2 separate regions of the Mus musculus genome follow, and region 2 is linked to region 1. A link is a contact called in public HiChIP or PLAC-seq data. All regions are on one chromosome and are shown on one strand. The core of a region is the stretch at or near the end of the contact, and the rest is flanking DNA. Distances in the headings are between cores, read along the strand shown.

Evidence for each region. HiChIP or PLAC-seq counts read pairs in DNA pulled down with a chosen protein or histone mark.
Region 2: a contact with region 1 is called in an H3K27ac HiChIP or PLAC-seq map of heart atrium, with 7 times the contacts expected there. The contact joins the enhancer-like site here to the promoter of Dis3l2 in region 1. A contact is called at or near these places in 1 of 484 Hi-C or Micro-C datasets (embryonic stem cells), 10 of 115 datasets of contacts at active chromatin or transcription factors (bone marrow-derived macrophages, embryonic stem cells, heart atrium and 2 more) and 2 of 9 other capture datasets (adipose tissue and embryonic stem cells).

Annotation. Positions count from the first base shown.
Region 1 is chr1:86,701,277-86,705,731 of GRCm38.p6, forward strand. Dis3l2 (DIS3 like 3'-5' exoribonuclease 2) reads left to right here and starts at 2,528. Exons shown (of 21, transcript NM_153530.2): 1 at 2,528-2,595.
Region 2 is chr1:86,929,832-86,934,742 of GRCm38.p6, forward strand. Dis3l2 (DIS3 like 3'-5' exoribonuclease 2) reads left to right here. Exons shown (of 21, transcript NM_153530.2): 10 at 923-1,002. Among named protein-coding and RNA genes, the nearest start is that of Gm41909, 4.2 kb to the left of the region's middle. Within about 2 kb of position 1,925, at least 17 of the 459 cell types and tissues checked have an H3K27ac peak or open chromatin away from gene starts, as enhancers often do. A contact at or near this core is called in heart atrium, where this site is marked.

The DNA of each region.
Region 1 (4,455 bases), core at 1,278-3,777:
GTTCACAACTTCAGGAATTGTGTACATTTCTGTTGTTTAAGGTTCCCAGCTTATGGTTGTTACAGCAGACAAGACCAAGGTGTAGACACAAGGCCTCCTAAAATCAAACTGGTGTGCTTCTGGAGGCTGGAGGCTCTTTTCATATCCCAGCAGGGCATGGGAGTTGTGGTTCTGTTCATATGCTGGGTATTTGGAGACATTTCTCAAAGCACTTTGCATCATTAATGGACTGTCAATCACCCAGAAACCAAACATAGATTAGGCTTACCATGTTGAAGGGTAGAGCTAATTAGGCCTTCCCGTTTCTTATGACACCACTGACATCCAACAGAAACCCAACCAAATGGGGCCTAATGAATCACCTGACCCTTCTTCAGAATACACTCTAAGGTATATGCTAGACAGAATTCACCGACTCATGCGTTTGGGCCTTCTCTTCTCTAGATCATGAGGTGGCTTTATACCTTTTATTCACAAAACAAGTGATATGGCTTACTTTTATCAAACCATCACTACTTACTGGTCCTGGTTTGCTGTATTATATCTAGGCCTTTGCTATAAAATGAATGTCTGTCCTTCCCCACCTCCCCAACACCTAAAGAGACAGTATCGGGAGGCAGAGTTATTGATTGATGATTAAGTCATGGGCATCTAGTCTCCATGAATGGAACAGTCTCCTTGTAATAGATTCTAGAGTCCGTATTTGTATTTTCTGTCTTTCGGGAATATGGCGAGCAGATTCCTGATGATCAGTCAGGAAGTGGCTCACATCAGACACTGACAAGGGTCTGTGACTTAATTTTGGCTTTCCCAGCCTCTGCTCACAGACCACTCAGTCTCTGGTATTTCGTTTCTGCAGTGAGAATAGATTAAGATAGCTCTCTTGACTATATCGTTCCTGTATTCTTCAGCCACACATTTAAAACCGTTTACTTGGTTTACTTTCATAGACAGCTGGTTAAACCAATTGTGAAAAGACTCACAGTTTTTCACAGGAAATCATTATTTCTAAATCCTTTGGAAGAGCTTAAGGGCACCCTTGTTCTAGGAGGATTATACATGGACCAGAAAGGCATGTGGAGCAAGGCTCTTAGCCCCCATCCACTACAAAGTGTGCTGTGGACTTCCTTCAGCTCACATGAGGAAGACAGGCTCACTAGACTTAGGAGTCATGGTAGTACATGCACTCAGCCTTCACACCAGATGTTCAGTCAAAATGTGGTCTTAGACACTAATGATCTTGACTCTCCTTCCTTTGTCCTTGCCATTCTATTCTTGAGTTTATTTTTGGTTTTCTTAGCTCACCTCCCATTTCTGCCCCCCACCCATACCCCATTTGTTTGTTTGTTTGTTTTTCCAATCCTTTGTTCTTTGTCTCTACTGGATTTCCCCATCCCTGTTTCCACTATCCTGCTTACTAGTCACAGAATCCCCAAACCTCTGCCATTTATTCTCTGCAGTTAGAACAGGCAAGGTTTGCTTACACGCAAGTTTGTCTAAGGGTTCTGAAAGGATCTGAGGAGGAGCGAGAAAAAATAAAATAAAATAAGAATCCGCAGGCTCATTCCTTAAGCAAGCATGGAAGTTATACCAAGGTGGGGCTTCTTAAAGCAGGAAGAAATCCAGAAGTTTCCCATATCTTCTTTTCTTGACGCTACATGGAGAAAAACGAAGCTGCCTCCTTCACACGTAGACAGCTGGTTAAACCAATCATGAAAAGACTCACAGTCCAATGAAGTGCACTCCACTCCCTACTTTGACATTGTAGTATTGAATTTTGATTATTCTACTGGCATCACTGAACACATGATCTCCACAACAGTTGGCAGCTGTGACCAGCTCCTCACTAACTTTTTTTGTTTGTTTGTTTCCTTTTCATACTTCCCAGGACGCTCTTTGGGTTTCCTTCTCTGTGGTTCAGAGTCCTCATGTTTTCAATTTTTGATCCATTTGCCTATCAGGCCATGCTGCCTTCCTGCAGCCTTAACACCACATTGCAGGTATTCCATGGCTTGACCCACTTTCTCTCCCCCTCCACTTGGTTGAGGTTTCTTTGCTCTTCTCTTCTTTTGCCTAGGCTAGCCTTTCTCGCACAGGCTTTATAGCTTCCTTCGCTCATCTGAGCTAGCTGGACACTGTCACCTCTCTGGTTACCAGCCTGCGCGTGCCAACAATGCACCTAGTCCTGTACAGGTGTCCAGTGAAGGAGTGATGGGCCAATGCTTGGATGAATAAAGACTTGGTAACTAGGAAGGTGGTGGCGTTGGTGCTGAGAGCATCCAAAAGTCAGGTGGAACCTGCAACGTGACAACGGCTGGGTGGTGGGTTTAGGATCCAGATAGCGCGAGAGGGACCCCAGTCAGAAAGGCTGCTGTCGCTAAGGCGGGAGCCGCCCACGCGGGATGAGCCTCGTACCGCCCCTCATTCAATCCCGTGGTCCTGCAGCGACCACCGCCTCCACCGCCCACTAGCCCCGCGCTTCGCTCTTGGCTCAACCCGGCCACCGTCGCTCTCGGAACGCTCGCTCGTGACCCGGAAGCGCATTCTCCCTAGCAACTGCGGGTCTGCGGCGCCGCCGGCCTCCCGGGAGCGACGGTGAGGCTCCTGCCCCCTCCCCCTGCGCACGCCCCGGCCGTCCGGCCTGGCCTTCCCTCCGCGCCGCGTTTCGCGGCCGGGACCGTGCGTCCTAGCCTCACGGGGCGCCCGACCGCGGCGCCTCTGGTCGCCTTCCGCCGGCCCCGACCCGGCCTCAGGCTCCTCACGCCCCGTGGGCCCTAACTTTTTATATTTCAGTTCAGTGCGAGAGGAGGGAGAGGGGACTGGAGTCGGTGTCTGGGAAGCCGCGACTTTCCGAGGCTTGGGGCACCTGGGGACGTGTTCTCTCGTGGGTCCTGATGGAGGCTGATAGGCTTGTGGTGCCTCCGGAGTGATGAGCGGCAGCGCTTGCTGATCACCCGAGCTTTCCAAAGTGATATAGACTTTATCAGGTGTCTATACGCTTTGAACCGAGCATTTATTTCCCCGGGAGTTAGCTTTGCAGTTAGGAATGAGCTGTGGACAGTATATTGTATTTTAGCTGTTGTGGTGTCCAGTTTTATACAGAAGGGACGTCCTGGGACCTGACTAATCTTGGGAAAGATTGCAAGTAAAATTTACTCCGTTAAATAGGGCCAGGTGTAAATATATCTCTGATTTACACTTCAAAAGATAACAGTGGCACCGAAAACCTCTTTTGAGTTTGGACAAGTGACACCAAAAAGACCTTAGACATTGCTGTTCTTAATAGAATGATGGCGTGAAAACATAGCTGTGAACAATTTGCAGAATTATTTAGGAATAAAATTCAGGAGCCTTTTGAGATTCATCATTGAAAATGGTATCATTTAGTTTCAGTACTAAGCACCTGTAGTGTTAATGCACTTGAAATAAGTTTTAGAAGACATACGAGGTTGTACACATTCCACCATTGGGAAAACAAGAAGATGACATATGATTAAATACAATCTATGTGGTAGGTATTCAGTGCTGTGTAGTAGGTTAGGGGGTGGGACTTTTAGGAACATAGTTGATTTGCCTCTAAAGGATAGATACACTATGTATTGGAGGGAACTGAGCGAATGAAATAATTTTGTAAATAATATTCTTTAGGGCTTGGGAAACGTTTTCACGTGGTTTAGTTCTTATTTAAAAAATTAAAGTCACTCTGATCCTGATCCATTTCTTTAAGAACACACCATGTTCTTACCCCGTCTAGATCTTTTGCTTCTGCAGTCAGTCTTATTTTTATGTAAAACACAACAGTTTAAGCAGAGTTACTGTTTAATACGTGAGACTTAAGAGTCTTGTGGAAATTTTGCTCTTTGACTGATATTCTTTATTTTTGAGTGTTTAATGTGTAGCAGGCGCTGTGTCAGGAGACAGCAAAAACAATGGTTACTCAGCAACCAATTACTATGTTTTATCTATGGTATGACCCCCCAACCCTGTGTGTGTGTGTGTGTGTGTGTGTGTGTGTGTGTGTGTGTGTGTAGCTTATCCGTCTTTGATGCTCTGCTTGACTTAAGCTGTAGGAAGACCTTAGCAGTCCTTCAGCAGGTGCTGTGCTTGGCTGTGGAGTTAAGAATGAATTCAGATGTGACTTCTGTCTTTAGCAGACAATATAGCTGCAGTTGTGATATGTTAAGGGAAGTCACAAATGCAGCATATGAATGGAGAGATTCGGGATGCGTGGGAAAGGAAGTGCTCCAGTCTCACTGAAGATAGCAGGGCAGAGACCCTGTGCTGGCAGAGTGGCTGGAGAGGACCAGGGACAGAAGGTACAGCTTTAGAGAGGGAGCTGGGGCCACATGGAACAATCTGGTAGGACAGAGGGCTGGAGCAGTGGCGTGGGTCCAGATTCTGCTGGACCCTGTAGGCAAGCTGAATTTTTCTTTGTGCTTTGAATAAAGAGAAGCC
Region 2 (4,911 bases), core at 675-3,174, 230 kb after region 1:
GCAGGCTCACTGACAGTAAGATAGAAATTCCTCTGCTGCTCTGTGCAGTAGGCAGCCTACACATCTACATGCTGTATACCCATATAGCTAAGTAGGACTTTTGTTTGCTTCTCTTCCTTGGAAACTTGCATAATGCCCTCTGGTATAATGAAAGCTAGTTCCAGAGAGGAGGTTTTCCAGTCAGATCCAGCTCAGGTCCTCTTAGTCCTATCTGAAGTATATAGTGTCTTCAGCTTGCTGTAGTGTATGTATAGAAGCCATAGCAAAATTTTCACGGGTAGATCCTCCCCTTCCACCTTTTTGAAGCAGGGTCTCTCTTTTTGTTTCTGTCATACTGTGCACCCCAGGCCAGCTGACCCATGAGCTTCTGGGCAGTTCTTTTATCGCATATTCCATAGGAGTGCTGGAGTTATAGATGTGTTTACCACATTCAACCTTTTGTGTGTGTTCTGAGTGAGGCAGTTGGCTGTCCCAGGGACACAAACTGTGATCTGGAATGTTTCTGATATGGTATAATAGAATTATATTATGCTTAGCCAGATTAACTATTTGGCCCCATTTTTTTAATAACTATTCCTGAGTCCTGTCCCTGTCTCAGATACCACGTAACATTCTTTGGCATACTCTGTTTACCTGAATGAGAGAGGGTGCAGAAAAGTATCTGTAGCTGATCCTTGAAGGACCTGATCCCATCCCCATTGACAGGGAGGCCACAGATCAAACCTCCCTGCTGCCTGATGGTACCTGTTCTCTCTTGGGGCAAGGAGAAGTTTGAGTCAAGTCACAAAGAGGAAGAGAATGGTGATCACATCTCTGACTCTCCTAGCCTCACATTTCTCTCTCCTTATGTGCAAAACAACTGTTCTTTAACATTCTGTGACAGTGGATTATTTGTGATAATTCTGTTTTCCATCTTTCCTAGGAAAGACTGTATCTTCACCATTGATCCATCAACTGCTCGCGACCTTGATGATGCCCTCGCCTGCAGGCGGCTCACTGATGGTAGGATAGACATTCCTCTGCTACTCTGTGCCGTAGCAACCTGCACACCCGTGTGCTGTACACCCATGTCAGGCTTCCTTGTGCTGTTTCAGCAGCCTAATGGGCAAGGACGGGGTTGCTTCAGTCCCGAAATTGGCTATACAAGCTAAGTAGAGTGGGGTGGCAGCAGACACTACCTCCTAAGACATGGTTGTCTAGGCCTGACTTGCAGAAGCCCCTCTATACCATGTAGCTCTTTGTCTATTAAAAAGACTGTGAGGGCTGGAGAGGTGGCTCAGTGGTTAAGAGCACTGACTGCTCTTCCAGAGGTCCTGAGTTCAACTCCCAGCAGCCACATGGTGGCTCACAACCATCTGTAATGGGATCCAATGCCTTCTTCTACTGTGTCTGAAGACAGCGACAGTGTACTCACATACATAAAATAATTCTTAAAAAAAAAAGATTGTGAATGGCCAACTGACTTTTCAAAAAGTCAGGGTCTCAGTCATGGATGATTGTAGTAGACAGAATAGTAGCAGCTGATTGTCGAAAGACTTGGAGACAGTGTGAGGAAAAAACCCCTAACAGTTCTCTCCATCCCTGCAGATACATTTTCTAGGTATGTCTGACCCTTTTCTTAGGGGTGCCTTGGTGACTACTATGACATTTATTATTCTTGAAGATTACTTTAGACTAACATGGCCTTTGATGGTGTACCAGTGAGGTATGCATAACTTTTTATGTTTGTCTGCCACAGAGCATTGATGGCCTACCTTCAAAGTATTCACCCCTCATCTTCTTCTGGTGCAAACCTCAGTGTTTCCTTCTCTGTTGCAATAAATAGTGATGATTATCAGACAGAAGCTAAGAGACAGAACATGCTGCCTAAAACTGCTTAGCTTCTTTTAGTAGGAGCTCTCTCCACCCACCCCACAAATAATCCTGTGCATAAGACTCATGCGTGCTAGGCAACACTCTGTTACTGAGCTGTATCTTCAGCACAGTACTCTCAGTTGTGTTTCTATAATCTAAAATTAGGACAGCCTATTTACAAGAGCAAACTTTGGCCCAACGCCTTACATTCTGATTACGCTCTGCTGTGCACCTCTTGCTTGAACAAGCCTCCTCTCTCTGCAGATCCTACTCTCTAAAACACCAATATGAACAGTACCCAAGGCAGAGACCTGGTGATGCTGGGCCTTCATCTCCTGGGGTTATTGCTCCTCTCTGTTAGTGGTTGAAAACAGCTGTTCCGTTTATTCTCTCTAGTTTTAAGTTGTTTATAGCAGAAGTCTAATATCTGTTTCTCTATCTCTGATAGCCTCAAACTCTTGAACTTGCAGGGAGAGCAGGGAGCTAGCATATGTCCTTCCTCACTCACTCTGCAGGGCCACTTCACACTTCTGCTATGCAAGTGTGAGGGCAAAGGTTTCATGGAGAAAATGCTGCAAGAAAAGCAGATGAGCAGCAAGTAATGTTCTTTATTTGTCAGACCATACAAAATCACATAGACATTGTTCTGCAGGAATTCAGCCACAGCAGGGAGAAATAAGTTATCAAAAGACTAAAGGAAAAGGAGAAGAGGTAGGCCAGGAAAATGCCAGAAAAAGTCACACGTATAGGCATACAGACCTGGACTGGAGATTATAAGCAAGATCCGTGAGGAGTGAGGTAACAGAGACGAGAAAGAGAAGAATCTGTGGAAACAGGTGGCAGAAGGGACAAAGAAGAGACAGAGGTGGGTCATCCTGGATGGTGGGGAAATATCCACAGGTAGAAATTGGAAAGTCAGGAGGACATGCTGCTGGTTTTGATCAGGCTACCACATGGAGTTGCCTGTCTCATAATAAGCATTTATATGAATTACTGCTAACCTATTTTTAAAGGACAAGAGAATAAATAAAGAGTAGATGGTGTCATAAAGCTATAGCAGGAGAGCCCTGAGGGGAGACAAGCAGCGTACCTAGTACAGAGATTGAACCTAACCTCCTAGGAAGATGGGATCATAGGCCATTTTCCTCTCTGTCCAAATTTTATAATGTGGTAATAGTAGCTTTATAATGAAAAAGCTTTGTAGTAAAAAATTATGAGGTGACAGGAATCCCAAGCTGCCCAGAAGTCACCCATCGCACCAAGTGATCAGAGCCTTCCTTCTATGTGCTTGGTATTTCTTGCATTCCAGAGAGACAGTTGACATCTGTGCATCTGGCGGGGCAACAGCATAAGGAAGAAACCAGCGAAGTCTTGGGAAAAGCCGAGGTAGTCAGTCAAGCATTTTTATGGTGGCACTTCCACAGTTGGCCATTGGGACAGCTGGATCTGCCAGGATCATTTATCCAGGGAGATGAAAAGCAAATAGGCAAGTCCAGTTTGGATTGGGATGGCCTTGGCTAAGTTCAGATTCCATTAGTTACCAGTTCATGTCAGTTCCTACTTAGAGGAAAATATTTACTGTTTTAAAAAGCAAATAATGTTTTCTGGCCATATTTATATAATCTGTGTTTATTTAAATAAAATACTGTATAAAAGGTATGTTTTTCTTTGGTCTCACAGAAATCATCTGAATGGCTATTGTGTGAAAAATCAACTCTACAGACAGATAGAGCTTTCCAATGCTCACACTTCCTTCCATAGAGTTCCAGGGTACACCCAGGTCTTTCCTATCAGGTGCAAGATACAGACAATCAATTGTGTAACATGTTAAATTTAACCGAAAGGAGGAGGAGGTGTATCCCCACCTCCCTTCCAAAGCAGAGCTTCTACCATGCATCTGATCTGGGATTCGCTCCTTTAGCCCCAAACACACCTAAGGAGAAGGAGCACTCCCCAGCAATGTGGATTCTTCACTTTGCATAAGAAAATATTTAATAAAAAGTGGTATTGTAATGATATCCCAGAATCTAAAGACAGTAAATCCCAGTTCAGTATTTTATGATTGTAACAGATTGCTTGCAGCACACCTCACAGTTGACCTCACATTAGTCTGGGAATACCACAGTTGTAAGCTCACCCTCTGGTTTCTTAATAACTCTTGCAGCATTCACTTTATTGAATATCCAGATTGCATTTGAACTTGTTACTCCAAAGGCAGTCTGTTCTGCCATAAGATTGTGTGACTCTTAGGAAATCCTCCCCTGAAAGAATCAGAAATACTGTTGTTATCTTTCTGCAATGTTTCATTTGTTAGTCCTGTTAATGCTCCTCAGTGCCCTGAAGCACAAATACAGTGTCTCGTGTGAAAATCTTTCCAAACAAGATCTATCATTTCTCTTCTGAATCACATCTCAGCTAAGGAACCTAAATATCCTTTCATGTTTTGTGGCTGATTTCTTAGTGTGAATCCACTCACCACGTCATAGAGTCTTTCTGCCTCTGAGAGGTCTACGGTGTATGACTCCCTGCCTGGCAAGCTCTCCTAGAAAGTTCATCTTTACTGAAAGAATTGGGATCTGGATAATATGTACCCATTTTGTTCAGTTATTGCTTTTCCATGGGTGTCAAAGACCATACTGTCAGATAGATGGGTTCTTTAGCAAACTGTCAGGCAGAGTCTTTAGCTTTAGTTGATTCTGGAACCCCACAATTCTGCATCTTGTTTTGTAATTTGAATTTTCTAAGGTTTGCTCTGTCATTGAACATGGCTGGGCTGTCCTTGCCAGGCCTTAGAAGTGAATGAGCAGGAGATGGGAACAGCTGCTAATGAACTTGGGCTTTTTTTGGAGAGATGAAAGAGTTCTGAACAATTTTGTGAAAATGTTAAAACCACAAAGGAAAGATGAATGAGTGAAGAATGGATGAATGAGAAAAATTAATGAACAAATCTTAATCCACTTATTTTTGATACTTTATGGAGATTAGAATTTAGATTTTGTCCATGACTAAGCAGGGATCTTAATGGGATGTCCATCTGGGTACCTTATAGTCACATCC